Linked DNA regions of Anas platyrhynchos: region 2 is linked to region 1. Evidence: chromatin contacts called from public Hi-C data. All regions are on one chromosome and are shown on one strand. The core of a region is the stretch at or near the end of the contact, and the rest is flanking DNA. Distances in the headings are between cores, read along the strand shown.

Region 1 (4,484 bases), core at 1,441-3,940:
TGATGACTGCCCAGTTTGAATGTTTATCTTCTGACTCCGCTCTGACCCGTAACTCGTAGTTTCCGTAAAAAGACAGAGAAGAGACGTCGCACTCTGTGACACTCAAATTTGTTCTTAAATTTTTAAAGTCGTCTTTAGGCAAATTGATGCTATGTGGAAAAGCAAAAACAAACAAACACACACATAAATGATGTGTACATTATAAAATTGACAAATTTATCTTTCCTCTCAATGAACTAGAAAAGTGACATGCCTTAGTGGCATTGCTTAAAATGCAGTTATGACTCGTGAACAAGTTACAAATGTGTACAGATGGATTAAGCATTTTCTGTGTATCGATAAATTAGTGATAAATTTGGAGATTAAGATTATGATTCAGTAAACAGATACCCTTTTCTTGACAGTGGTTAAAAAACTTCATTCAACAGACAGTAGATATTAAACAAGACTGCAAATATTAGACAATATCACTGTGCATGGCTTTGCTTTGTTCAGATCCTTCAGACATGCACTTAAGGAAAAGCTAGAGCAAACAGAGCCCGAGAGCTGAACCATTTAATAAAAGATGACATTATTCATTTTGCATCACAAGCCCAGCTAGGAACATAGCGGTCAACAGGTAACTGCTACCAGAACTCAAAAATCTTTTGACCAAGATGGCCTGTGCCCTGACTTGGGGGATTTATTCTCTGCCTGCACTACTTGAGGGTGCCATCTACCCAACTTTACCTGCCATCCTGCCTTTGCAATAGAATTCAGCCATTAGCAGGAGAAATTTGGCCCAAGACAAGGCTTTCTTGTCAAGCACTGCGGCATGCCACAGACACACTTGTGGCAGGAAAGACCATCTTGGAAGGACACAGTGGAAAAAACAGTTCAAAACTAACTCACCAAACCTGACAAAAGGAGACCTCAGAAAACATGTCCTGAGCTTAGAGGCATTCAGCTGAAGAGCCATGGCCTGCAGATTGTCAGGCATTTCTACGAAGGACACAAACAAGCAGGCTGCACCAGTGGCAAAGCACAAAATGCTGCTGGGAGGTGAAAGACCAGATAAGGTCCTGATTCAACAGCCATAGTCCTGCTTAACGTGTGATGGCTACACGGCAGAGAAAAACAAAAACAGCCAACATTAAAATATGTTTCCAGTTCCAAAAAAGTATGTAGAAAACTTTTGGGTGTGAAACATATAGCTAAGTAACAGGCAAATGTACTTTCTTTAAAGATATACCTCTCACAAGCTAAAGGAAAAGGACAGCTACCTATCTTGCTGTAAGAGAGGGAAGAAATCAATCACCTGCAGCTGGAAAATACAAATTTCTGTGACAGCTACAGATAGGTACTTAAAAGAAATGCAAAAAAAAAAAAAAAGTGGAAAAAAAAAGACAACTCCACCAGACTTACCTCTTAGACTGGACAGTATAACTTAAACTGCCCTTCTGAAACCTAGGTGGATCCCACATTAAAATGCTCTGAAGATTAACTGAATTAATCCTTGTGTTTTGGGGTTTGGGCACTGTTCCAGAAACTGTTAGGGCAATCAACAACAAACAAAAATCTTAGTATGCGTTCCTCCAGTGACTTCTCAGTCATCCAAAACATAAACACCGCCTTCTTTTCCTTCAGGCCTCAGCCTTTTTTTTTTTTTTAATTTATTTTTAAATAGACTTTAATACAGGCTAGACACATCCCAACAATCACCCAACAAAAGCTTACACAACAAAACCAAATTAGCTAGCCCCAACGACTTCCAGTAAGTACTGCCTTATGACACCACAGCTTATTATGAATGAGTTGCTCATTGCTGACTAAGACTTCGTGCCGATCGGGCTACGTGCACGAGCTTTCACTGAGACTGGCAAGGCACAATTTTTCTAAGTAGTGCTCTGGTAGTACTATGGCAAAACACTGATGTGTGGGTTGCATATATATGCATTTTTTTCCTGAAGAGGATCACAGTCTTTTTATGTAGGACTGGGCGTAAGATTAAGAGAATTAAATAAATCGTATCTATATCATTACTACGTGGCTTAGTATTGACATTTAAAACGCTTTACTCGTTCTGTTTAATGACCACCCTCTTGAAAAGGAGAGATAAGTGCGAAGTGCCCTTGAAGACGAGAGGTCTATTAAATATATAACACCAATAAACGTGTCGGTAACCAGCACTCGTTATAAGCGATGGAAGCAAGGGGATTTTGCTTTGGTGAAACTGAATAAAGGAAGTCCTAAAACAGCACAGCTAGCCAGTCCACTACCATGATTAAGCCCTTTTAACACAACTGCTGACACCGAAGCTAAAGCAGAAGGGACTTCGCCCCGCTTCGGCAACACACCTGACCAAGGCAAACACGCCCCAGCGGAGCAGACCATTGCTCAGAGCACACAGGAGCAACCCCTGCCGCGGCACACTGTGTGAAAACACACAAAGCCCCCAAATAACCCGGCAACGCGGGGTCGTGCGGGGCGCAGAGCCCGAGCCTCCCGCCTCCTCTCCCACCCGCGGATCCCGGGCGGCGCTTTGCGGGACCCCCCCCCATTAAAGGTCCGGGGCGGGGAGGAGCCCAAATCCCCATCCGAAACCGCGGCTCCGTCCACACCCCGCGACAACCGGAGCCCCCCGGACTCACCGCAGAGCAGGAGGCAGGCGCTGAGGGCGCCCCGCAGGGCGGCGGCCATTTCGGCTGCCACCCTCCCTCCGTCCCTCCGTCAGGCGCTGAGGCGCCGCCGCGCCATGGCAGCGGGGGCGGCCCCGGCTCTCTTCCTGAGGGCGGGCCGGGCACCGCTCGTCACGCCTTCCCCTCAGGAGAGCAGGCAGCCCCTCACGGCGCTGAAAAGCCCTTTTTTATTGTAAAATCAATGAGTTTCGGCGACTCCTCGGCTCTAGGGAGCGTAGTGGGGACGCAGCGGGGCAGCTGAGGAAAGGGGAGGCAGGTGGGGCGGTGCGGTGGGGAAATAAATATTGGTTAACAGGCGTCAGAGGAAGCAGGGCAGCAAAACTTGCTGCCAGCAACAGGAATGTTACCTGAGGAAAGGTTCATCTTTTGAGTTCAGGGTCAGGCCTGCAGAAATGCCCGTGCCACTTCCACCATAACATTCAGCATCCCAATTGGAACAGTTTTCCCAGCTGAAAATGCCAGTTCTTTGTGAAGGCTTAGCACGTTTGTTTCTGGCCCCTTGATCCCCTCCTGTTACTAACTAAACAGGGATACAACACAGTTTGCTGCTTTTCCTCAGGTAGACACTGGTCCTCTGCCTTCACTTACCTATGAGCAGTTCCACTGGCTTCTACCATTGTGGAGAGGTTTATACCAATTTGCCTTAGGAAACAGCAGTCAGTGTATTACAGGGTCTCTGTGAGTAGAAGTTTAATCCAACTAATTCTATACATCTACAAATACTTAAGATCCAGCTTGCCACATATTTGCACCTTCTAGTTCTTAAAAGTAGCACAGCGGAGTGTACTACAACATTTTAGAAGTTACTCTCAGCTATCCTGACCAAAGGAATGCCTGCCAGCCATATCAGCCAGGAACTGCTATGCTAACAGGCAGAAAAGTAGTATATATGTGGACCAGAACAAGGCAAAAAGAGCTGTTTGGCTACAAGATACCTAAAACCCTTCCCCCAGTAAACAGGCTAACTCATGTAGCTTTTCAAAGGCTAAAAAAAAAAAAAAAACCACCCCCCCCCCAAAAAAAAACAAAAACACAAACAACAAACCAAACCAAAAAAAAAAAAACCACAGTAAAAATTCTTAGACAGGTTTATGAAAAGTTTTCTTTTTATGAAGGATAAAATAACTTTACTGTCCAGTAACCTTTAAACATCATAAAAAATATTTTAAAAAATAGTATTCAGTTATACGAGACAGACACGTTTAATGCCTTGAATCACAGTAACACGAACTCTCTTGCAAGCTACTGAGTATTCTTACCTTGTCTCCCTGCACCTCCATGATTTCATTTATCGGCCTTCTCTGCACAACTTTGAAATCAGTTTACTGACTGGAACGTAGCACTACCCTGATGCCTGCAATCCACCCAGCAGAACAGGCTTCAGAGTAACCCATCAACAAAGCTAAGGAATAGTAGCAGAGTCCTTGGGAAACAAAACAAAAAAACACACAAGACAACCAAACGGGGTTTGATTAAGAGACCGGCCATTCACATCTCCCTGTACTATAAACTAACTCCTCACTTGAGTTTATAGAAGATATTTACCATGTAACAGCTAAAAGGTATAATTCACCAGCAAATTGCAAAACGAAGTAACTGCTCCCTTTTTCTGCTACATCCAAATTGTTTTTGATACCACCTGAACCACACACTGATATCACAGAAATATTTGTTAAAATGAGTCCTGTATATTTTCAGTACTTCAGTATATACTTTCAGAATGCTAAAACAAAGAGATCAGGTCTGTATGTTCAGTCCAGAAAGAATAAAGTTGGACAGTATCTACTTGTATGTTATAAAACAACA
Region 2 (4,484 bases), core at 1,026-3,525, 41 kb before region 1:
AAAGAAAAGTGGCACACCAAGTAAAACAACATTGCAGCATCTTTTTATTTTGTACAAGGAAATGTTTGTTGATACAATGAGACTGAGTTGAAAAAAAAAAAACAAAACTTTGAATGACAAGCGTCCTCACCATGCTGTTAGAAGACATTTCCTAAATTCAGGTTGGACAATTCTAATTACAAAATAAGTTCCTTTGTTAAAGGAGATTCACATTGGCAAATTAATTCAAATAGAAGTGTTTTATGCTTCTGGTTGTCTAGCCATGAGAGAGAAGAAAAAAGAATATTCTTCTTAATGTGCCTTATCATTAAAGCATTTTTCAAAGTATTATTTAAAGTATTCATTAGTTTCTTCCTGCAGCATATATCTGGCTTGGACACTTGTCATCCTAAATGCAGAACAATACAGTTTGACTATACATCTATTTACAAAGAGCTTCCACTGTGAAATTTCTCTTTCCAGTGGAGTAAGCCTCTTTCCTAACTCTTCTCCTCCCCAAACTTGCCCAGGTTACCAAGTGCTGTAGGAGAAGAGCACCCTGATGCAGGGACACAGCTTCATGAACACAAAGGCAGGCATCGGAAGTATCTGATAGCCGTGGCCACGAAAGTTTACACGGATGCTCAGAGGAGCTGCCTCACTGAGACTGGTTTCTCTGCATCCTTCGCTCTGGACCTGCTGAACCAAAAACCACTGCCCCCAAAGGGCTGGAAGAGAACATCACACTTCTTACAATTGTATCTGGCATCAGTTTTCTTCTGCCTGTGTAAACACTAGGACTCAATACTGTAATTTAAGTATTCTTTCAAAGTACACACTGGCACTCAAAGCCTGCTTGTGGAACACAGCAGGCTTTCACTGAGGTTATTAGGTTCAAGTATATGAAGTGGACAGATTTGTTCCTCTTTATTCAGGTGGTATTCCTTTTATCACAGGATGAATATTCAGTCAAAATGGCGTAAGATAACAGAAGTCAAATGTGTTTTAACTTCAGTCAGCTTGCAGCAGAGAATGTGACTTTCCACTAATCCAGTGGAGATTTGGAAACTTCAGCACAAATATCCCAAAGCCATACCGTCTTCGTTAGTCCAAGACTTTCATAATAAAAAAAAGTTTAAGTGTTTATTACACTACTAGTCCCACATTTCAATTTTACTTCCTTAAAAGTTATATTATTTCCTTTTCTAGCATTCCTTCTGACCCTTTGCTCCCTGAGGTATCATCATCATTAGAGTAATTCCCTGAATCTCGACTGCTCTGTTTAGAGTGTTTGTAGTCTTTGAAATCATTTTGATTTACTTCTTCTATGATGCTTTCAATGACATAACAACTTTCTATTGGTTCTTCCACAGTGGGCAGATATGGGCTGCCAAAGAGCTGTTCTCCAAATCCCTGCAAAAAGAGAAGAGAGATGAATATTCATGCCTAACACCTAAATAATGACTCAATTTAACACCATAGTTGTACAAATCTAGTTTATCACATTCAATAGCATCATAAGGTTTTCTACCTATTATACGCTGTATAATAAATCACAAATGAAAAATGACAATGAAGTTGAGCTGCATTTATATAATCAAATACTGAAGAATGATTACAGTAAAAGAGTTGAGGTTAAGACGCTGTTTGCAGCTGCCAATCACCGATTTAATTGCAATATTTCTTTGACTCTAGCCTTATGAGGAAATAAAGGAAAACCCTAATTCAGAACATTTTCAGAGATCGTGTCATAGCATGTGGATGACAGATGTGTGTTCGCAAAGCCTACGAGTGATTATTAGTTATTAAGCAAAGTTTGAATGAAGAAAGAGAAAGCAAGCTGCAGCAGCATGATACCAACCCCTTATACAGCTCTCAACAGCATGCTGCTGTCCTTCCTACGTGCCTTAAATCTAAGAAGCAGTTGTTTAAATCAAACCCATTAGAAAAGTTCTCAGTCAAATATACATCAACCATGTTACCAGCATTCTACTAAACAGAAGAGCTAAAATGTTGCCTTACAAACTAATCAAATTCAGATTTGCCCTTGGAAATTATGAGACTGGTTTGCAATTTTAACTTTTACTCAGAAAGCTCTGTACGCTACATATCCTAAGAGCATCAGTGAGAAGGAGAAACACATTAGGAAGGCCACACAATGCTCAGGTCTACGTTTTGGGAGACACTGAAGAAAGCACAGTGATGAGCAGCTCTTGCTGCATTTCAGAACATACCCGCATTGACACGTTGCTCTGTTCATTCCAGAAGGGGATCACTGAGTACTATGCCAAGCAAAGCCAGAAGTTGCACAACATCTGCCTTTGAGACTTGAATCATCTAGATTGCTAGGTCAGGGGATGGTAGAAGTGTTTGCAAAGATTGGACTTTCGTTTTCATGTCCTGAATTTTAAAGAACAGGCAATAATGACTGTTCTTTGACCACATGGATTCTCAGACCACAAAAGTACATGGAGGACACGTCAGAAAAGCAACGTGGCTTTCACAGAATACAAGAGGCTGGAAGGACACTCCCAACTCTTTACAGCTTCTTGAGACAGAGATGGTTTCTGTTTGTTTTAGTGACGTTTCATGCAATTCTCTTCCATGAACATGCCCATGACCCATATAACCGTTCTCATATCCACAAAGGCTGTCCACATAGGAGATCTGCATGTCCCCCTGCCTGAAGATACTTTTGTTTTGAACCTGACTCTATTGATCACTAAGAATCAAAGAACCAGAAAATTACCTATCAACCCCTATTCATAGAATCTTAGAACTGTTTGGGCTGGAACGGACCTTTAAAAATCATCTAGTCCACCCTTCCTGTCAAGGGCAGGGACACCTCCCACTGGATCAGGTTGCCCAAAGCCCCATCCAGCCTGGCCTTGAACACTTTGAGGGATGGGGCATCCACAGCTTCTCTGGGCAACCTGTGCCAGTGCTTCACTGCCCTCATCATAAAAATTTCTTCCCAGTGTAAATCTATCCCCTTTCAGTTTAAAACCACTGCCCCTTGTCCTGTCACTACAAACCTTAGTAAAAAGTTTTTCTCAACTCTCTCAGCCTCTCTTCACAAGAGAGGTGCTCCAGCCTTCCCATCACTTTCAGGGCCCTCCTCTGGACCCACTCTCACAGGTCCACGTCCTTGTGGTACTGAAGCTCCAGACCTGGGTGCAGTGCTCCAGGTGGGGTCCCATGAGAGCAATGCAGAGAGGATGAATCCCCTCCATCCACTGACTGGCCACACTTCTTTTTAAGCAGCCCAGGATTTTAAGCTTGGCTTTCTGGGCTGCAAGTGCAAATTGCCAGCTCATACCCAGTTTTTCCACCCAGCTGTATCCCCATGTCCTTAGCCCTGCTTTGCAGGGCTGCAGTCAATCAATTCCCCTCTCCAGGCTACTCATGCTTGCCTTCCAAGGAAACCTTCAGAGAAACTACTGAGGTCTAATGCAACGATGGAGAAAGACAATCCAGAAGCAATAAAAATCAAGTGCTATGCAGCAAGAAAATAATAGCAAGCTCTTAATTGAAAGGAAGCAAGTAAGACACAGTACTCATTTTATGCCATGAACCAACAGGGAGAAGGCAAAAAAGGCTAGGGCCAGATAACATGGTGGGAAAACTATTCTGGTCTCAAATTGCAGGGCAAAAGTACATACACATACGGAGTAAATACATGCACTGGAATAAAAAAGGTTAGCAACTCTTCTGTGCAAATAAACAATTAAAATGTTCACTAACTGAAACTTTTTCTATAACATTTTACACTTCTTTCTTAAAAGTATGTCTGCTTAATGAATGAGAAAAATCAATCTTGTCTCACCTCTATGTTCAGAGGAGGCGTGCATGATGGAAAGAACACATACTTGATTTTATTATAGGCTTGATACAGGAAAAAAATGATCAGTACAGCCACAACCAAGACAGCAACCAGGGCACTTACAAACGTTGCTAAAATGATCAGAGGTAACATTTTATCTAAAAAAGTGGATGTGAAAAAAAAAAGCAAAAACAAACATTCAGTCTAGGTATTCATAAACCACACAGATTAAAACAGATAACCCCCCTCCCCTAAATCTGCTGCAGTATTTATCACAACATTTCACATTCCTTCACTGCTATACCCAGGCACGAAGGTCATTAGGAAATGAATGTAATTCTATATCTCACATAATTTTATTAAAAGCACAACCTAAGAGATTTATCAAACAAGAACACGTACATTTGCATATAGGATCAGAACCAAGATCTGATTATTCCCTCCCTCTTTGACAACAGGACAGAAAGGCTGTGCAGACAGTTACCCTGAAGCACCTGATATATGTAAATCTATTACCACCCTATTGCTTGTGTGCAGGTTCTAGCCTCAAAGAATATAATATGTGAATGACAGAGATACAGGGGTTAGAATTCCCATAGCTCATGGAAAGAGAATGGGCAATTAAAACTGTGAAGCTGGCCCTCCTTTCCTTAGCCAGGAAATGACCAGACTGGCCCGACTT

Evidence for each region. Hi-C and Micro-C count contacts between places; a contact is called where the count stands out from the background.
Region 2: a Hi-C map of liver shows a contact between it and region 1, with 2.7 times the contacts expected there. The contact joins the enhancer-like site here to the promoter of IL10RB in region 1. A contact is called at or near these places in 2 of 8 Hi-C or Micro-C datasets (liver and skeletal muscle).

The regions. Positions count from the first base shown.
Region 1 is chr1:110,691,639-110,696,122 of IASCAAS_PekinDuck_T2T, reverse strand. IL10RB (interleukin 10 receptor subunit beta) reads right to left here and starts at 2,690. Exons shown (of 7, transcript NM_001310411.1): 1 at 2,631-2,690; 2 at 1,405-1,528; 3 at 1-149. The coding sequence starts at 2,679. IFNAR2 (interferon alpha and beta receptor subunit 2) reads right to left here. Exons shown (of 10, transcript XM_072026515.1): 10 at 3,767-4,484.
Region 2 is chr1:110,731,877-110,736,360 of IASCAAS_PekinDuck_T2T, reverse strand. IFNAR1 (interferon alpha and beta receptor subunit 1) reads right to left here. Exons shown (of 10, transcript XM_072026527.1): 10 at 1-1,392. The coding sequence ends at 1,316. Among named protein-coding and RNA genes, the nearest start is that of IFNGR2, 17 kb to the left of the region's middle. Within about 2 kb of position 2,275, at least 2 of the 8 cell types and tissues checked have an H3K27ac peak or open chromatin away from gene starts, as enhancers often do.